Linked DNA regions of Mus musculus: all the other regions are linked to region 5. Evidence: chromatin contacts called from public promoter capture Hi-C data. All regions are on one chromosome and are shown on one strand. Each heading gives the region's core, a stretch centred on a gene start, on an enhancer-like site or on the middle of the called end of the contact. The rest is flanking DNA. Distances are from core to core; before and after follow the strand shown. Region 1 holds the start of Dennd2c (DENN/MADD domain containing 2C). Region 2 holds the start of Fmo5 (flavin containing monooxygenase 5). Region 3 holds the start of Chd1l (chromodomain helicase DNA binding protein 1-like). Region 4 holds the start of Prkab2 (protein kinase, AMP-activated, beta 2 non-catalytic subunit). Region 5 holds the start of Gdap2 (ganglioside-induced differentiation-associated-protein 2). Region 6 holds the start of Tspan2os (tetraspanin 2, opposite strand).

The links. Promoter capture Hi-C pulls out the DNA fragments that hold promoters and counts their contacts. Capture Hi-C pulls out chosen DNA fragments and counts their contacts.
Region 1: a promoter capture Hi-C map of liver shows a contact between it and region 5, with 5 times the contacts expected there. The contact joins the promoter of Dennd2c here to the promoter of Gdap2 in region 5. A contact is called at or near these places in 3 of 39 promoter capture datasets (hippocampal neurons, liver and pre-B cells).
Region 2: a contact with region 5 is called in a promoter capture Hi-C map of neutrophils, with 3 times the contacts expected there. The contact joins the promoter of Fmo5 here to the promoter of Gdap2 in region 5. A contact is called at or near these places in 1 of 39 promoter capture datasets (neutrophils) and 1 of 115 datasets of contacts at active chromatin or transcription factors (thymic regulatory T cells).
Region 3: a contact with region 5 is called in a promoter capture Hi-C map of liver, with 4 times the contacts expected there. The contact joins the promoter of Chd1l here to the promoter of Gdap2 in region 5. A contact is called at or near these places in 1 of 39 promoter capture datasets (pre-B cells), 1 of 115 datasets of contacts at active chromatin or transcription factors (thymic regulatory T cells) and 1 of 9 other capture datasets (liver).
Region 4: a promoter capture Hi-C map of pre-B cells shows a contact between it and region 5, with 9 times the contacts expected there. The contact joins the promoter of Prkab2 here to the promoter of Gdap2 in region 5. A contact is called at or near these places in 7 of 39 promoter capture datasets (the 3T3-L1 cell line, the C10 cell line, hippocampal neurons and 3 more), 2 of 115 datasets of contacts at active chromatin or transcription factors (bone marrow-derived dendritic cells and double positive thymocytes) and 2 of 9 other capture datasets (adipose tissue and liver).
Region 6: a promoter capture Hi-C map of pre-B cells shows a contact between it and region 5, with 2.9 times the contacts expected there. The contact joins the promoter of Tspan2os here to the promoter of Gdap2 in region 5. A contact is called at or near these places in 3 of 39 promoter capture datasets (cranial neural crest, hippocampal neurons and pre-B cells) and 2 of 9 other capture datasets (adipose tissue and liver).

What each region holds. Positions count from the first base shown.
Region 1 is chr3:103,101,299-103,104,330 of GRCm38.p6, reverse strand. It overlaps Dennd2c (DENN/MADD domain containing 2C), which reads right to left and starts at 1,672. Exons shown (of 19, transcript NM_001384113.1): 1 at 1,593-1,672.
Region 2 is chr3:97,627,527-97,630,660 of GRCm38.p6, reverse strand. It overlaps Fmo5 (flavin containing monooxygenase 5), which reads right to left and starts at 1,857. Exons shown (of 9, transcript NM_001161763.1): 1 at 1,760-1,857; 2 at 1,466-1,642. The coding sequence starts at 1,600.
Region 3 is chr3:97,608,864-97,611,947 of GRCm38.p6, reverse strand. It overlaps Chd1l (chromodomain helicase DNA binding protein 1-like), which reads left to right and starts at 1,758. Exons shown (of 23, transcript NM_026539.2): 1 at 1,758-1,885. The coding sequence starts at 1,777. It also overlaps a transcript of Fmo5 not described here.
Region 4 is chr3:97,656,898-97,659,996 of GRCm38.p6, reverse strand. It overlaps Prkab2 (protein kinase, AMP-activated, beta 2 non-catalytic subunit), which reads right to left and starts at 1,785. Exons shown (of 8, transcript NM_182997.2): 1 at 1,628-1,785; 2 at 1,231-1,408. The coding sequence starts at 1,383.
Region 5 is chr3:100,160,692-100,163,861 of GRCm38.p6, reverse strand. It overlaps Gdap2 (ganglioside-induced differentiation-associated-protein 2), which reads right to left and starts at 1,399. Exons shown (of 14, transcript NM_010269.3): 1 at 1,197-1,399. Wdr3 (WD repeat domain 3) reads left to right here and starts at 1,455. Exons shown (of 27, transcript NM_175552.5): 1 at 1,455-1,518; 2 at 2,640-2,842. The coding sequence starts at 2,672.
Region 6 is chr3:102,733,383-102,736,667 of GRCm38.p6, reverse strand. Tspan2os (tetraspanin 2, opposite strand) reads left to right here and starts at 1,251. Exons shown (of 4, transcript NR_040588.1): 1 at 1,251-1,440. Tspan2 (tetraspanin 2) reads right to left here and starts at 1,898. Exons shown (of 8, transcript NM_027533.3): 1 at 1,603-1,898. The coding sequence starts at 1,671.

The DNA.
Region 1 (3,032 bases), core at 423-2,922, 2.9 Mb before region 5:
GCCCTGTAATATGAGGAATTTTTAACTTTGTTTTGTTTTGCTTTTTTACAGAGTCACACTATCCCAGGCTGGCCTCAAACTCATTACATAGTAAGGAGTGACCTGGAGTTTCTGAGTCCCTTCTTGCACCTCTCTTATGCTGAGTGGGATGGGACCACCACCATACCCAGTTATGAAGTACTGGGATTGAACCCAGGATTCTTTGCACGTTGGTGACAAACATGCCCTAATTTTAAATTTTAAATAAGAAAAGGAAAGAAATTGCCTACTGTTCTCAATCAAAAACACTGATATTTCTGCATCTAAAAAAAGTCAATTGCCACATTTAACAGACTAACAAGAGGCCTTGAGACACAATTACTACAGTTGCTGGTTTCTGTCTTTGAAAATACTCCAGATCACTCTTACGTATCCCTAGTAGAAACCTCATGGTTACAGACTGCTATTCCTTTTTAAATTTCCCATCTCTCCCTAAAATACACACACACACACACACACACACACACACACACACACACACACAAGTAGAGAACACAAATGTCTATAATAAAAACTGTACAAATGCCACAGCCACACATTAACTTTGTTTTAGAGAACTCAGATCTTTTTATAAGCAGCCCCTGAATTTGCAAAATAAAAGTCTTGTTTTGAGGCAGTACTCTCAGCTCACTTTATGAAATACCTTCAGCTAATCTAAGGCAAAGTAACAGATTTTCTGATTGGTACAAGCTTCATGGTAAATGATTGCACTACGGTATACAGATAGCATGCTATTTTAGAAAATGTCATGACTCAGTTAAGAATAGCTCTGCTCTTCAAACAATGGTGATTATGTGGAAATGACGCTTAGATAACTTATTTACATAGTAAACAGAAGTTAGAACTTTCTCTAACAATACAGGCGAATCAGTAGTAGCTTTGGGATAAAGGTTTACCAGGGTGCCTACTGTACTAGGCACTTAGTAGTTTTACAAACTACACATGCTCCGGGGTGCATGTGTGTGTGTATCAAACAACAATGCCTGACATTTGTAGAACACTGTCATTCCTCTCAGAACATGAGAACCCATGAGCGTCCCAGTTTTGCACTCCGGGGACACACACCTCTTAGAGTTAACCCTGACGGAGGTGTGACGGTTTGTTTGCGGCTCTGAGCTCCAGAGCGAAGCCTTTTGACTCACAATCTAATCATCATCTTCTCTCCTGGTTACTCCACAGTCCTACTCCAGTCCCACTGTAGGAATTTTATCTTAAAAAACTACTTGACGACTTCCTCTATCGTGCCTGCCCCGTAGTTCCGAAGCAAAGCGCGCGAACACACGCTTTACCGCTTGTCTGAAGTGCTCCGTCCGGGCACGTCCAAGTTCAAGACCGCCTGATAGGCGCGTTTCCTCGCGGCGGCGAGCGCCTGGGCTCCCCGGCCCTGCACCCCCGACCGCGCCCGCGGCTCGCAGGCTGACACCCGCCTTCCCCTGGCCCGAGGTACCCAGCTCTCGGCTGACCACGAACACACGGGACGCCATGGGGCGACGCCAACAGCTGAGCGGCAGAGGCCCCATGGCCCCACTCCCTCGCTGCATCCCGTCGCCTACCTGCCTGGGCCGCGACGCCGCCTCGCGCAGGGATCCCAGACTCGCGTCGGTGGCCTCTGGGATCCAGCGCCCACATCTTCGTCCCGCCCCCACAGGTTCCGCAGTCCCCGCCCTCCAGGCTAAGACACGCCCTCTTTTGCCTGGGCACGCCCCCGAGCTCACCCAGTAAGGCTCTGTCCTTCCAGGGCTCTCCTCAAGGCTCGGAACCCACGCCAGGCGGTCTCTCCGCCCCCAGCGCTGGGGTACCAGTGTGCGCTGCACCGCGCTGGTTCCACGGTGCAGCCCCTGCCCAGGCCTGGAGCCAAAGCTCTATCTCCGGATCTACGGTCTGTGCGACTACACGAGACAGACCTTTACAGCAAGGCAGAGCCTAGTAGAACCAGAGGAGCCAAACAGCAACTTCTTTAAGAAAACCCCAAAGCAGCTCAGGGAGCAAACATTCATCGGGAATGCCAGCTAGTAAAGAGATGCCAATAACGCACCTGGCCCCGGGTTTGGAATCACAAGCCGGATGCCTTTGGTGCCTAGTCCGGGTGCCGACTGGGTTGCCACACCCACTTGAGACTCACGCTTAAATTCTCCCTACCACACGATCTTGCTCAGGTATGCACATGGCTCTGTGCCTGCTGCAAGAATAGCCCAGTTTCACTCTGCGAGACTGGGATGAGTGGAACCTATTTCCCAGCACGATCTAACTGCCCCACCTCACCGCGCCCCGCCCCACTCCACCCCACCCACTCCATCCGACCTTGTGTCTGGTAACCAAACTTCCCTGGCTTGTTCACACAGAGGTACCAAAATAGAAGACTGCCACAGAGAGGTGTTTAATTACACATCGCGGATGACTGTCACCAGCCAACTCAACCAAGACTTGGAAAAAAAAAAAAAAGTCCCAATCCCTTGTGAAGCTATGAGGTGGGGACATGAGGTGGGGACAGTAAAAGGATTACTTTCTACCTGAGGGAGAAGTATTGACAATTCCTTTAAAATACTCCAGTGAGGAAATAAATGTAAATATGGTTTGGAATACATTGCAAACTCCATTGATCCCTTACCTAATGTGTATGTCTTTAAATGTAGACATGTGTGTTCTTTATTATTTTTCAAACTTCTTATCCTCCTACCCCTGCTTCTGGGGTGCAAGCATAGTCCTGAGCCAACACAAGTGGCATTTAATCTAGTCTGTTTGGAAAGTATCACAGATAGTTGTACAAGGTGAAATTCGGGACTAAAACAGCGTTTTTAAGATTTACATTTTGAAGTTTGCATCCACGAAGATTCTTTAGCAGGATGAAGATTTGAATTCCAAGATGAACGTTAATTAACATGCATGTGTTCTACTGCCCTCTCATGGGTAGGATGGAGCTACACCTAATGGTGAGAGGTGTCCTTTAAGTCTGAAGATAATACATAGTAATTTGTATTATTTTAGTGACTAGG
Region 2 (3,134 bases), core at 608-3,107, 2.5 Mb after region 5:
TCCCCCATACCCTCCCCCCCACTTCCCTACCCACCCATTCCCATTTTTTTGGCCCTGGCGTTCCCCTGTACTGGGGCATATGCAGTTTGTGTGTCCAATGGGCCTCTCTTTCCACTGATGGCCGACTAGGCCATCTTTTGATACATATGCCCCAGCTAGTATTTTAAACTCTTATTAGCACCTTGCCCCGTTGTATATGTGTAGGGTTCAAGTGAAATCTAGTGTACTAAAGGAGAGAGCTAGAGACAGGAGCAAAGGCTGAGGAATTTGACCTTCTCTTCTCCAGGGGAGGAAAAGTTTAAAGCAAACAGGGCAATCTTATTTTTATATTCTGTTCAAAGACTAGGATTGTCAGGGTTACCTTAAGTGAGAAGAAAATTTGTGTGTGTGTGTGTGTGTGTGTGTGTGTGTGTACATGGTCTCTCTCCCTCTCTTCTTGTCTCTGTCTCCCTGTCCCTGTCCTGTCTCTCTCCTCCTCCCGCCCCGATTTCTGTGTGTGTCTGCAGTACACGTAGAGGCTAAAGGTCAATGTTGGGTGTTCCCCTTAAACTGCTCCCCACCATATGTATTTGAGATAGGACATTTTAGTGAACTTGGAGCTAGAAGACTGGTTTGCAGGGTAGCCGGAAAGTCTCAGGACTGCTCTGCAACTGTCCCCACAGTTGGGATTACAAAGCCATGTTGCTTCACTAGGATTCTCCCTTCCCTTCCCTTCCCTTTCTTCCTTTCCTCCCTCCATCTCTCCCTCCCTCCCTTTCTCCTTGTGAGTGCTAAGGAGGGAACTCAGAGCTTCCTGCTCCTGCAGCAAATACTTAGTATTTTCTAGAAAAGCCATCTCCCCAGCCCCAGGATTTTAAAAGAAGATGTATCTATTTTTATTTTCTATGTGTAAGTGTTTTGCCTGCATGCATGTTTATGTGCTATGTTCACACCTGGTGTCTGAAGTTAGAAGCGGGTGTTGGGCCCCCTGGAGCTGGGCTCACAGTGCTGGTGAGCCATCCTGTGGGTGCTGGAAACTGAACTCAGGTCCTCTGAAAGAGTAAGTGGTCTACCTGCCGCGTCATCTCTCCAGCTCCACTCCAGGAATTGCTTATAATAGAAAAGAAGATTGAAGGCATGGCAAACAGACACTTGGTTCAATCTATATTTCAGGAGCCAGGGACATACAGGGAACTCCTAATGTTTGCTATTCCACTTCACGGATTGTTTCCCGTTTTTTTTGTTTTTTTTTTTTGTTTTTTTGTTTTTTTTTTGAATAGCAGCGAAACACACAAGCAAACAAAACCCCTGGTCTGGTTTTCGTGGCAACAGAAACGGGAAATAAGTGACATTTGCATTTCACTTTGCAGGCAGCCTACAGAGAGGAGCCTTAAATCTGACCACTGCCAAGGTGGAATTCGCAGCCCATTTGGTAGTAGGTAGGGTGTTGCAAGTCCTTCAAGTCTTAGGGGCTCAGAAGATTTACCTGGAATCTCCACAGTCCTCCGATGTCACCAGACCTTTCAAAGCAGACAGGTTCCAAGCCCTCTTCCAGGCAGCACTTGATGCAGGTGAGCCCGCTAGCTCCTGCTCCAATTACAGCAATCCTTTTTTTGGCCATGGTCACCAGAGTGCTTCTCTGGTTGGGTCTGCGTCACTTGTCCTAAAGAAAGAAAGACATGAGAGAGTGAACACACATCAGGCCACAGAAAAGATCTGGGCCCAGACACACAAACAAATGTAACAAGAGGTGTGTGGGGACCGTGGCGCGGGGAGGTACCAGCTCAGGGCGCTGCTACACTAGTTCGGAGCTAAGCAGGGCTGTAACTCAGGGCAGAGCAGCCGCGCCTCATATAAACACAGCAGAGGCCAATAGGGAGGGGCTGTACCGTCCCACCTCCTATCCCGCCCACCCAAGGGCGTGCACCCTTCTTCCGTAAACGCAAAGGAAACAGCTCAAAAATGCTTGGGGAAGAAAACAATGATATTATATATGTTTTAATCTACGGCTTCTCAGCAGCACCCGCATAGGGAGAGCGACCCTCCAGGCTCCATCCCTTCCCACTTTTCTTTCAGTGTTTGTTCACTTTCAACTTCCTGTTTTTGTTTCAAATTGATAAGGGCCGGCTAAACTCAGCCCTTCAGAAGCAACCCTGGCTCCGCATTAAGAAGAAAGTTCACTTCCCAGAGTCCCTTCAAGCAGGTGCTCTGTCCTGGCTCCTCTCCGCTCTTCAGAGACCAGATCTTTGAGCCCACTACCTCAGTAGGAATTTGATATTGCAGTGTGCTCAGCTGACGGGGTGGGGGTGGGGGTGGGAGGTGGGGAGAGAGGGTTGGGGGGCAGTTAAATGTAACTTAAAATTTTTCAAATGTAAAATCGGGTAAAACTGTCAGATAGCTATAGCATTCATGCACCACAGCAGTATGTAAATGTACATTTGCAGAAGGCATGAATTGTGTCTGAAGCCTTATCGGCCTTGCATAACACTACTCCGGTGTACTGACTTTGCTCAACACGGTTTGGTTGCGACCAACGCAGATCCTTGGCTCTGAAGGTTCAGGGTTCAGTATCTCCCTTCCAGCCTAATGGTCAACATGAGGGTTTACTGTATATAGTTCAAATGACATAAAGGAAATCAATTATGTAACCCTCTGAGCCAACCCAGGAAGCAAGCATGACTATGATCACCTCCAGCGTGCAGTTGGAAAACTCGGAGCAAGGCAGGGAGGCCAGCCATGCAACCCCAGCAGGCTGGCTCCAGCAAGGGCTCCCCATCACACACAACTCTCTCCTGAGGGATTTTGCAACAAGCCCTTCTCCCATTCCCTCACTTCTCTGTTGTTCTTTTTTTCTTAACACCAGCTGTTACCTGTTAGTTGAACTGCTTTTTAACTAAGCAGTTGTTTATTAAATAACTGCTTAAAATAATTCATTGACTTGGAGAATCCTTTGCTGTCTCAGAAAGACTCCTGCCAAGTACGGTGTCTACATGAATGGAAACACAGCAAACAGGAAGAGTGGGAACCTATGACACTCTACCACATCGTGGGTGCATGGAGCCTCCAAGTCCATATGGGATTGAACTGCCTATAATCAGTTTGGGTCTGCCCTGCACTGAATTCTCTCTGGAGATGCTCTCACAGACATTCCCAAA
Region 3 (3,084 bases), core at 509-3,008, 2.6 Mb after region 5:
CTACAGGGTCAGTCCAGCCCCACTATGCAACGCCCATGGCTTTGGTCGGCATCAATCACTTTCTTTCCAATTTTAATTTTATTCCTAGATGGAGGGGAAGAAAGCGGTTATAAGTGAGTGGAAAGCACTTCAGGAGAACCGGAGTGCCTCCAGCTACAGCTTTAGCACTGTCTGCCTGGACTGTTAACTGAATTCTATTTCCCCAGTACAGGGGAAATCTGGCACACGAGGCACACGATGGCAGTGTTGGTTAAATAACAGCTGATACTCAAAACCAACCCTTGGTAAGCATTTCTAGTGACTTGGGGACTCAAGAGTACGGTCAGAAGTGCTGCCAGAGTTTTGATTTGGGGGGACTCTCAACAAACCAGGTCCAGCCATTTGCCCCTCCCCCCCCAATCAAATGGAAAAACGACTAGTGAAAAAAGGACTGTATTCAATACAGCTCTATTGGAAAACGGGGGCAAGTTTGTTCAGTTCCACTGGTAAGGGACAGATAACACACTATGTTCTTGTAAGAGCCCACTAGTAGTTCATATTATAAACAAGAAACTTCAAGTACCCACTGAGAACTGTTTTTTTTTTTTTTTTTTTGAGTTAATCTTTAACCTCAACGTAATTGATCACAGAGGGGTGCGATGACCTTGGTGTATCTGACACCTCCACTCTTGATCTGGTTGTACCTCAGGTCTGGTTCTGTGTGTTCCTGGAGAAGTCTGTATAACGGGATAATTGATCACAGAGGGGTGCGATGACCTTGGTGTATCTGACATCTCCCCTCTTGATCTGGTTGTACCTCAGTTCTGGTTCTGTGTGTTCCTGGAGAAGTCTGTATAACGGGATGGGTAAAGTCCCTTAGTCATTAGAGGACTACTTCTGCATAGTGGGGCCAGCCTTGGTCCTTCTTAGGACAACGTGGCCATTAGTTATTTGTTATTTGTTTTTGTTTTTATCACACATAGATGTTCTGTTTGAATGGCTACTCTTGGAATCTTGAGGGGATGGGGGGGGGGGAAGTTCTCTCGCACTTTATTTTTAAGAAAAGGTTTACTGCACCTTAGGCTGGTTTCAAACTTGTGTAGCTGAGGCTGACCGTGAGCTCCGGTCCTCCTGCCGACAGCTCCCTAGGGCTAGGATTACAGGTGCTCACCCTCATGCCCCACCCGAGGGCTTGGTACATTCGAGGCAAGCATTCTGCTAACTGAGCTTTGATCTTTATTATTTATTGACACCTTCCTGCTTTGCAGCCCAGGCTAGACTGAACTCACAAATTCTCCTGCCTCAGCCTCCCCAATGCTGAGATTACAGGAATGTACCACCAGGGTCTTTTCTTTGAATGTATCTTGTCACTACACATTTTAAGAGATAAAGTTAATCTTATTTTGGTGTTTTTAGTCATACATGAAGAAAAAGGTTAGATAATATAAGACGTATCTACCTTGTAGTACTAGTTTTTAGGCATGTGCATCGTAACTGAAAACATGGAAAGCTGCTCAGGAATCGGACCCAAAGTTTAAAGAAGACAGATAAGAAATTAAGGGGGGGTGGGGAGCTTGCCAAGTTTTGAGCTTGCTGTTAGCTACCCAAGCAACCCAAGTTAGGAGTCAGAGCTTTTAGCAAAGGCAGCCTCTAGGTCCTAGTCGCAGACGCACACTTAGACCAGAGTCTTCCGCACCTGCGTGCTAAGGAAGCGTGGGAAGGCGCGCGAGCTGCGCCCTCTGGCGGCGGTGCGTTGTACTCCGCACGCGCGGGAGCGAAGGCGCGGGGCCTCTCGGGATGGCGAGCGGCTTGCCGCGCTTCCTGCAGGCGCTGCCGGCCGAACACGGGCCGGAGCCGCTTCGGACGCGGGTGCAGGAACCGGACTTACAGCAGTGGGGCTTGACTGGTGAGCGGGCCGGGGACGCCCGGGGGCGGGCGGGAGCCGGGAAGGCGCGCGGCAGCGCTGGCCTACGCGGGGACAGCGGGGGAGCCAGCAGCTTCCCGGCCGCTCTCGCTCCTCCCAGTCTGCGTTTCCCTGCCGACTGGGCATGCGCACTCACTTGTTGCGGCTCCCTAATGAACTCTCAAAGTTGCGCTGCCCAGCAAAGTTTGTCCTGTCCTGTGCCTCTTGTGCTTTCGTATTAAGCCCACTTGCCATTACGAGTCCCAAGTGAGGGGATCCCACATGTGTGGACCCCAGGTGTGTAGGCTCCAGATGTGTAGACCTCAGTTTGTAGGTTCCAGATTTAGAGACCGCCGGCCTGCAGACCCCAGTGGACCTGGAGCATCCTCATCCTGCGGCGTTCTCTCTATTCCACATCCCAAGACTCCTTTCCTTATGTGTCTGCTGGGAATGTAGTGCTGGTGTAACGGAAAGTCATAATGACTCACCAGTTGTCACCTCGTGGTCGTTATTTGTTGCTGTCGAGAGAGTACTGTGGGGTATGGGGAGCAGATAAACAAAATAAATAGCGGCCCTAGGACCCAGTTTCTTTACTAGCGGATACGTGCTTTTGAAAGCATAAGGAAGCGCTTGACTTACACGTGCCAAGTACCACCAAAAGGTGAGGGTTTGGAAAGGCAACAAAATGTGCCTTTCTGCCAGGCGGTGGCGCACCCTTTAACCCAGCGCTTGGAAGGCAGTGGCAGGTGGATCTCTGAGTTCAAGGTCAGCCTGCTCTACACAGCTAGTTCCATGATAGCCAGGGCTATGTAATAGAGAGACTCGTTCTTTAAAAAAAAAAAAAAAGTTCCGTTAGCTTAGAGGAGGGGCAGATGACGATGAGGGCGAAGTGAAAGACAAGCAGTTCATATTAATATTTTCCATTTATATTCAACTTTAAAATTTTTATTTTTGAGATTATAGTTACACCTCCTCTTTACTTCTTTACACTCTCATAAACCCTCCCATTCTCTCCTTCAAATCCATGTTCCCTCCCCCCACTTAATCGTTATCCTATGCTTATACCTATGTACATAAATACTCCTAGATATACTAGTTCAGTGTGTTTAGTGTCACTTGTATGTACGTTTCAGGGCTGACTGGTTGGCACTGGACAGCCAGTTGGTGTGCTCCTCCCTAGAGAAGACCCCTTTTATTGCTCT
Region 4 (3,099 bases), core at 536-3,035, 2.5 Mb after region 5:
TACTGCAGTCACAGTTTGACTGTACCCAAATCCTGAGTCATCAATGTAGGAATGAGCAAAAATACACGGCCTGCCTGTCATCCTAGATAAGCTTTGGAGAAGGAAATCTAGGCTGAGTCCAGGGCCCAAATGAGGAGGAATCCTAGAGGAGAGGAAACAGGGAAGAGGGAACCCCAAGAAATGGCCGGTTCAATGACGCACTTTTCTAACGGCGTTCTCAATCTCGATCGGAGAAAATAAGGTGTGTAATTCAAATTTCATGTGCCATCAAAGTGGCAAATAAAACTCTGTTATCCTAAGCCTCAGTTCACTGGGAAGTGATAAATGTCCACCACCCCACCCCATCCCCAAGGGCCGGGTTTTCTTTTTCACTCCAGAAAGTCTACCGGGAGAAATTACATGTATTTAATGCTGACATTTCTAAGTGATTAGGAACATTAGGGTAGCAATCACACTGCTGTCAGCTCCATCTGGCTCTTCTTTTGAGTGACCAAAAGTGGCCTCTGGCTCCAAGTCTATGGAATTGAGAGCTAAGGCTTCAGGTCAGTAGAGGGTGGTTTTGAGCCCCGGGCAACGTTTTGAAGTACTTCTGAGGAGTGAAGTAAAGTGACTTGCTCTCCTGTGCAAAGCTCACAGCTACATTTTAAAACGGCACGTTTCAAAAAAAGATCTGAGCCATTAACCAAATGATGTCCTATATGGATCCCCAAGACTAGGGGAAAGTATTCAAGTAATCAACTGATGGCAGCTCAGAGCCATACAAAGGTGGACGAGGATCGAAGAGGTGATGCAGAACACGTAAGAGAGAGCAAGAAGGAGACCTACACAGAGACATTTTCAGGGAGAAGTCATCTAGCTATCTTGAGGCCAATGTGAGAAACTGAGCCCTTTTCAATAGCTCAGACAACGCACCCTCCGAAGTTTCCACCCGCGCTCACAACCTATACATCCTGCAAGCTCTGGAAGAGGGCAACCTGCACGTAGATCCAAGGATGGGGCTGGCAGGGGATGGGTTTTTGGTACTCGTCCTAAAAGGTTGGCCCACAGATTACTCTGAGCAGCAGGAAAACAACTCCGCGCCCCTATCCTAATTTGAGGTAGTATCTAGGAGGAATTAGCACCCAGCATCTCTATCCGCGGAATAGCCTTCTAGTTAAAAAGCCCATAACCCTTGAGAATGAGGAGGAAGAACCAAGAAGGGCGGAGCTGCCGGCAGCCCCGCTACCTCACCTTGGAGTCGGGCAGGCTGAAGACGCTGGGGTCGTCCGTGCTCCCCACCATGATCTTGTGCTCCTTTCCCGGGCCATGGCCGCCGCCCTCAGCTCGAGCAGCTTTGGCTCCGTGGCGCTCCCCGGACACCCGCTCGCTGGTAGTGTTTCCCATGGCTGCAGCTCGAGTCGGGGGCAACCTGCCGCGGGGAATGACACCAGGCGGGGAACACCCCCGCGGCTGCGTCAGGGGCGCCCCGGCCCCGCCCCTGCGCCCGGGAAGGGAATCCCCGCCGCAGGGGACCGCGCCCGGGGTCCCCTCCCTTACCCGCTTCACGGACGCCTCGGCTCGGAGAACCGGCTCCGGGAGCCCTCGCTGCCCCACAGCCCCGGTCCCGCACACCCCCCACGCCGCTCACCTCGGGCGATGCGCTCCGGGCTCGCGTGGCTACACGCACGCCGGCTGTTCGGCGTACAAGGAGACCAATAAAGTTATTGAAATTGAAGCCGCGCCCCAAACCAGCGAACCGGGTTTCCTCCTAAAATGGCTACAAGGCCCGCGACGAGGTACCGCCTCTGCCTCTGGCCCCGCCCACCGAGCCTCTTGTTCCGCCCCCTGCGCTCCAGCCCCGCCCCCTCCTCAGCCTGGGTCGCCTGCCTCTCTAGCCACCAGCACCGCCTCTGTGGTGGGTGCGTGCGCAGCTCCGGCTTGGGGCGGGGCCGAGGGTGGGGTCCGGGTCGGGATTAGGGCTGTGAACTGTCCGCCCAGGGCTTGATAGTGGGGCGTCTTGTCTTCCTAAGCAGTTTGTCTATCCATGGGGCACGCGGTTATTAGAAAAGCCGAATCCGAGGCCTCCCCGTGCCCTAGGTACAGAATTAGAATCTGCACTTTTAACAGGATCACCTCAAACGACTGGACAGCGGTGCATAGTGGATCCACATTTTCATATTCCGCGTACGCCTCTACCAAGCAACCTTTTTAGTTGTCCCAGGAGGCATGAAATAAAAAGTAGGACAGAGAATTGACTAGACACGTGATGGCAGTTACTGCAGAAGACTTACTTCTATGTGATGCCCAAACTCATCAAAGCGGTGTTTTCTGTTACTGTGATTAGCTGTGTGGATTAATGCAAACAGCTAATGAGTGAGAGCACAGGTAGGCTGGGAATATACTATTGGACTAGCGTTTTGAAACCAGTCGGCTGGAAGTGAAGATAAAATAGGCTGATGGAGGGCCCAGTGGGGTCAAAGAACTCTGGACACAGGAGAGACTGAGTGAGCTGAGACAGTGAGAGGTGTCCTGTGAGAGTAGCGTGTCTGCCACTGAGGTTTCAGTGGTCTTGCAGTCATTAGCACTGGCAGAATCTTAGACAAGTGTGTAGATCGGTGAGATGAGGCCGACCATAAAGCCATTAGAAGTCATAAACCCTGATGAGATGGTTCAGTGGTTAAGAGCCCTTACTGTTCTTTTAGAGGACCCGGGTTTGGTCCCAGCACCTACAAGGTGGCTCATAATCATCTGTTCCAGGCGCTACAACACCTTCAGGTGCACATACAAACATGTAGGCAAAACACTCAAACATAGATTAACATTTTAAACAATGAAAGTAATTACTCAAAAGGAACAGTGAGGTAGCAAAGAGAGTTGGAGGTCTACCTTAACATTGATTTCCTTCCTCTTTACTGAAGCACTGACTCTAACCTTAGGATGTTGTCTGTCTCCACAGAGATGCATTTCTTAGCCTCCCTAATAGATAGATAGGGGGAAATGGTAAGTAGAATTTCTCCGTTTCTCTTTCTTTGTGTATAGGGTGTCCATAGAATGGCCAGAGCTCCAGCAGCCACTTCAGATCACGAGGTAGTTAAAAGCAGTGGAATAAAAAAAGGGAAC
Region 5 (3,170 bases), core at 150-2,649:
TAGGGATGCTAGATGCAGCACTCTATATCATACCAGGCTGGCTTTCCAGTGCTGGTATTAAAGTTGTGGACAAAACCTGGCTTTGATCCCACGACCAAAGATGACAACATCAATTGGCAATGTCTAAAGGTTGGGCAGGCCTGAAATCTTCTAAACTGTTTCCCCACCAAAGCACACATCTCCCATCTCTAACAAGGAAATGCACAGCATCTACAGGAGGTAGGGTCCATACACATCTATCCAAATGTTCCTCCCCAGCCTGGAATAAATTTATCATCACGATTTCTTGCCTTCTTTTCATCCAACCCACTACAAATGATTCTTCTTTCAAAACAATTTTCTTAAACACAGAGGATGAGCTGGACATGTTTTAAATCACTAAGAAAATCTTACCCAGTAAATAGTAGCTAAAATTAAAAAGGAAAGGCCGGGCGTGGTGGCGCACGCCTTTAATCCCAGCACTTGGGAGGCAGAGGCAGGCGGATTTCTGAGTTCGAGGCCAGCCTGGTCTACAAAGTGAGTTCCAGGACAGCCAGAGCTACACAGAGAAACCCTGTCTCAAAAAAAAAAAAAAAAAAAAAAAAAAAAATAAGGAAGACAAGTCTACCTGTCAGCTACAATTGTCTACATGTCTAATTTCTAGGTTGGCTACAGAGGTTCAGTAAACCATGGCAGGGATCAATTCTTTTGTATAGTTATACGTACAGTTATATAGACAGCTACAGACATCAGACCTCGTTTCTAAAACTTCTAGACCAGCCCAAGGATAAAAGGGGGCAAGAGAAGAAAAGCTAATTTCCTCGTTAACAGAGTGGCTCAGTCTCAGTCTACAATTAAGGACCAGTAAGCCCAGGGTCACTTCCCTCTCAAGTGACCTGAAAGCGGAAACACAAAGCCAGGTCAATGTCACTCCAGGGACTGCGGGGTCTTTTTACAACTCAGCATCCTGGGCTCAGCGTCTGACCACAGGGAACCCGATTTATAGGACGGGCTGGACTCTGCTAGAGCCGCCACCCGCAGGGCTGCTCGCAGCACCGCGTCCCAGCAAATCCCGGGGACCTGCGTCCCCAGAGCTTGGCGACCCAACCTACCCTGAGTGCGAAGCCCAAAGCCCGGGAGGACCCGCCAGCCCAATCCCTCCCAGCCGCCGCACCCGACTGTGTCGCCCTCCCTTCCCGGCTTCGCCCTTCTCTCACAGCGCTCGGGCGGGCCCATCCGGGCGGCGGCCCGCAGCTCACTCAGATCCGTGGCAGAATTCAGGCGGATGACATCCGTACACTTTGCTTGCCAGAGGCGGAGGCTGAAGCGAACCGGTCTCCAGAGGCCAGGGTGACTGGCGACAGCGATCTGACAGCGAAGGTACCCGCTTCCTCTCCGCCACGCCACCCAATCACAGCGCTCTGCCGTCACTTCCGCCTAGAAGGTAAGGGAAACGCCGGGCGGAAGAAACTTCCAATCGGACCGGAAGTGGCGGGTCTCGTAGGCAGCGCTGTCTGCTGGAGCCTCGTGGAGAGTGAGGTGAGTGTTGCTGGCTCTTTAGGGATCGCGGGGCGCGGTTCCCCGCACAGTGGTGTTCACGGTGAGCCGACGCGGCGAGGGACTCCGCGCTAAGGGCACTAGGGAGGCCGGGGAGAAGCCCTTTGCCGCGGCCGTCTGCATCGCAGAACCCAGAGGCCGCGCGCTGCCCCCGGGCCGGAGTGCGAGGCTGCTGGAACTGCCCGATTTCCTTGGATTATTTCGGGGATGATGTGCAATAGAAACTTAGGTGCGGGGGATAGTTTGAGAGTGACCAGGTCGCAGGAAGGAAAACAAGCGAAGTTATTTGAGAAATAAGCTTTAAAGCCCTCGGGTAGGTACAGTGCATGTGAAAACGATAAACAAGCGTGTTACTATGACTTGAAGCGAAAATCGTGGACGTGGAAGTGCTAGATAGAAAACCAGTGCAGCAGCTCGTTGAAGACAAACTGGAGATGAAAGTGCAGGGAAGAGAAAACTGGGTAGAAAAGGCAGACACATGAACACACATGCATAAAAGCTGAGATCGGTTGGTCTGAGCTTTTGGATAGAGGAACTGCAGCAGCCCCATAAGCTCTGCGAGCTTATTATATACAGTTGAAAATGAAGAGGGGATTATTGCTTACAACTGAACAAGGAGACAGGGTGATTGTATAGAGATAATATCTAATTGCAATAGGGACAGTCTGTGGGGAGCAGTCTTCAGTCAGTACACATGGTGGTGTGGTGGGAGGGAAGAAGGCTATGGTGAACATTTTCTGGAACACTGTAAACATCCCACTTGAACCAAAGGACCATGATGCCTCTCCTATTGGTCTGGGGCATTGAAGTCCTTGACATGGCTACATTCATGTCAGCAGGACCCATTCACTCTGGGCTTCCTCTGATCTACACACAGGGTCTCTTCGAATCCCAGGAATCTCTCTCTCTGCCTTCCCTGTGCTGGGGTCATAGACCTGCATTTTTCTGTGCCTGGCCTTATGTGTGGGTGCGGGTACTACAGCAGGTACTTTACCATCTGTGCCAAGTTACATGCTTTTGATCATGTAAAAAAAAAAGGTTCCTGTTTGTTAGCTGTGCAGAGTCATTGTATTGCAAAAACTGAATTTTGTTTATTTACACAGATTGCCTTCCCGGTGTCATCAGACAGCCCAGCATGGGGCTTACTAAACAGTATCTGCGCTATGTGGCTAGTGCTGTCTTTGGCTTGATTGGCAGCCAAAAAGGTAACATTGTTTTTGTGACACTCCGTGGTGAGAAAGGACGCTATGTGGCAGTACCCGCCTGTGAACACGTTTTTATCTGGGACTTAAGGAAAGGCGAGAAGGTAAGTCAGAAATAAGAAATGGACACCGTTAAATGACACCGACTCTTGGAAGGGTGAAGTGGGAGAGCCTTGACTGACCTGCCTGCACTCATTTGTGTGTGAGTCCCCCAAGAGATCACTTCCCTTTTATTTTTCTAGACGGCTAGCACCAGATTCTGTTGTGTTCTGAAAGTCACAGCCAAGCAGGAGTTTGCTTAAATGGGTGTGTTCGTTTTCATGGGTTATTATTCTTAGCCATTATTAACTTCTACTTTTGTCGACCGGTTCTGCTTTTCATGTTCTGCTTGTTCTCACAGCCAGCTGTAAAGCAGTAGAATTTCAAAGGACT
Region 6 (3,285 bases), core at 2-2,501, 2.6 Mb before region 5:
TCTCTGCCACTCAACAGCTGTGGGACCTATCTGATCCCCCACGTCTTCGTCTATGAAGATGGGGATGCCCTGCTTGCACATGCGCACTGTCCCTAACCCACTGCAAAGGTTTGATAAGTCTGGAGAAGCTGGCACAAAATAAGCACTAAACCCAGCCTGAGAGACTTCCCTCCCTGGCTCACACAAAGTATGTTGTAAGCAGTGAGAGTAACGGGTGTCACTGCAACATGGCACCTATAATTAACAGCCTTCGAAATTAAGCCAGACTTATAAACAAACAAACAAACAAACAAACAAACAAACAATACAGCACAAGGGCGCTCAGAAAGTCTTCTTCCTGGAGTGTGATGGGTGTAAAAGCCAAGTTGTACAAAGTCTATATGTATTTTTAAAATACAGGGGATGTCCCCAGGTACTGCCTCCAGACTGTCCATTGCTAGCCAGTGTTGGTCATGGCCACGCAGTCTCTGAAGAGCTTAGAGTTGCTGGAGTCACCCAGGCTTCAGGGCTGATGGGTTGGTAGTCACAAGTGAGGCCCATCGTTCAATAATTTATTACTTATCGTCCATCCAGCCTCCTCAGAGCAGATGGGACAACCATCGCGGCCAGTCCAGTGGTTTCAAAGCATCCCAAAGCATCTCTGCTCCTGCAGTTACCCACATCCCCTGAAGCGAGACTCGTGTCTTCCCTCAGGGTCTATCTGAGCAGCTACACTGGCTGGCATTCTGTTACTGGAAGGCCAATAGGGACTGTGCAGAATGGGCCTCTGACCGTTTTCCAGGGCTCGGGAGAGAGTATTCCAGGGATGGTACACCTCTAACTATGCCCTGCTAACACAGTAGACTGGGGCCATGGCACTCTCTCTGGCTGTCTCTATGCATCTCTACCCAGGGAATGCTGCCAGGTCTACACCACCCTGCAAAGTTGAATGAGATCATTTCAAGAGTACTGGTTGTACGCAGGGACCCTAGGGGGATGTTGCTGCTCTTCCAAAATCCCTCCATTTTCCAACCCCTCGTAAAAGAGCACCCACCACTGCCCACCCAGAAGACCCCCCCCCCCGCCAATGCCCAAGAAAAGGACGATCTTCCCCACTCTTTCAATTTTCTCTACTGTCCGTTATTTTCCCAACAAACCACCAGAGCCAGGCGGCGTGTCCGCACACTCTTGGTTGGGGCGCCACCCCAGGCAGCCCTACGGTAGGGATTTCCCTCCCAGAGCCTTGGCCCGGCCGCCGGGTTCCCCAGAGAAGGCAGCGCGAGAAGTGGGTGTGTGTACACAGCAGGATGCAGGGAGCACGGGCCGCCAGGCCCCCAGCCCTCGGAATATTGGGGCCCGCTAGATCCCCGCACCTGGCGCCACCCGCCGGGCGATGCCGCCGAAGATGATGGCTTCTTTCGGGGGAGCATCGCACCGTGTCTCCTCTTCTCATCACCTCTGGTAGCTCAAGCTTCTCTATGTCCTATCCCCCTCCATATGTCCCCTCCCTCTTTGTCTGCTTAGCGCCTCTGAACATCCTGCCCTCTCCTATGGCCCAACTCTATTGCGGTCACCTCCCCGGGGACCCTGGCCCCCTAACCGGCCCGCCGGTTCGGGTCTCACCCAGAACAGCAGGTTGAAGCCGAGCAGCAGATACTTGATGCACCGCAGGCCCCCGCGAAAACGCCCCATGCTGCGACCCCGGCGGCGGGCTCCCGATTCCCCAGGCCCGCGCCGAGCCCCGGGAGCGGCGGGCGCCGGTGGAGGGGCGGGGCGGGTTGGGAGGGGCGTGACCTGTGGGCGTGGTCTGCGGGCGGGGATTTGGTCGCGAGCGGCCAGCTGGCTGTGGCTGGGGCGCCCTGGGGTGGAGATCCCGGTCCCACGCACCCGCTCCGGCCCTTGGAGGTAGCACCACCTTCGTCCACGCTGGTGGGCTTGGGCTCCTGTAGCTATCCGAGCATATGTGCGCCCACCCGGAACGCGGGGTCCATTTAATCAGTGCCGGGTGCCCAGACTCCCTTGAGGCCCTCGATGATGGTTGAAGTTATCCTGCGTGTCTATGGAAACCTAGGGAGGTGACTTCAGATGGTAAAGCTAATAGGATCGGTGAAGCCGGTAGAGACTCTGTGGTGAGGCGCCAGGCAGAGTGTCCAGGGCTGCAGTTAAGCAGAGTCCTGCAAGCGCCCAGGCCGCGGGCGGAGGCCGCTGCTGGGGACCCTCCCTCCTGCCGCTGCGTTCCTAGAGGACTGTTACCTTAATAGGCAAGAACTGGGAGTAGGCGCGCCAGGCGGAGGCCCTGGGCCCTGACACTGCTTCCCACCCTGCCCAGTCCAGCCCACCAGATCAGGGAAAGGGAGTCAGACCTCTCACTCACATCCTGCTAGGTTTGATAGATCGGGGGCCTTGAAAGAAGTCCAGATTCTTAGGGTCTAGACTGAGATGTGTAGATCAGGGAAAGGGAGCGAGTTCTGTTTTGCTTTGTTTTTATTAAGCTAGGCGACTGGTGAAGAATCGGGCATTCACTTCAGTTGACTAAGTGTCTACAATATGTGGTGTCAGACGGCACGGGGGAGACAGGAAAGTGTAAAATCAGGGAGCTTGTGCATTAATTTAGCAACACTCTAAGTGCCAATTATAGGCCAGGCATAGTAGCAAGCCCTGGGGACACCAGAAGAATGCCAGGCTTGCTATCACATCTTTACTGGAGGGCACAGATCTGTAAGCAAATTTTTGGAACAAGGTGAGGTGGGTGGGCTAGGAGCTGGGCAAGAGACTGCTTCTGCCTTGACTAAGGAAGGCTTTTCAAGAAGACTGGACCTGATCCTAATTTGTAAAATAGGTGTCAGTAGCTGGGCAGTGGTTGTTCACGCCTTTAATCCCAGCTCTTGGGAGGCAGAGGCAGGCAGATTTCTGAGTTTGAGGCCAGCCTGGTCTACAGAGTGAGTTCCAGGATAGCCAGGGCTATACAGAGAAACCCTGTCTCAAAAAACCAAAACCAAACAAACAAAAAGGTGCCAGTAGAGAGAGCAGGGGGTCAGGGGAGGAAGCAGAGGAAGTACAACCTAGCCTGGGAGCAGGAGTCAGAGAGATGGCCAAGGTGAGGGGAGTCAGGAGCTCACCAGAACAAATCACAGAGGGCAGGCACTTGACTAATGTGACACATTACCCCATTATCTTGGGGCCTCTCTTTCCCATCTCAGTATGGAGATTGTACAACCTGCTTCAAAAGAGTTGTGAAGATTAAGGAGTTAATATATGTACAGTGAGATCAGTGAGGCACATGAGATTATGATATAAGGTAGCCAG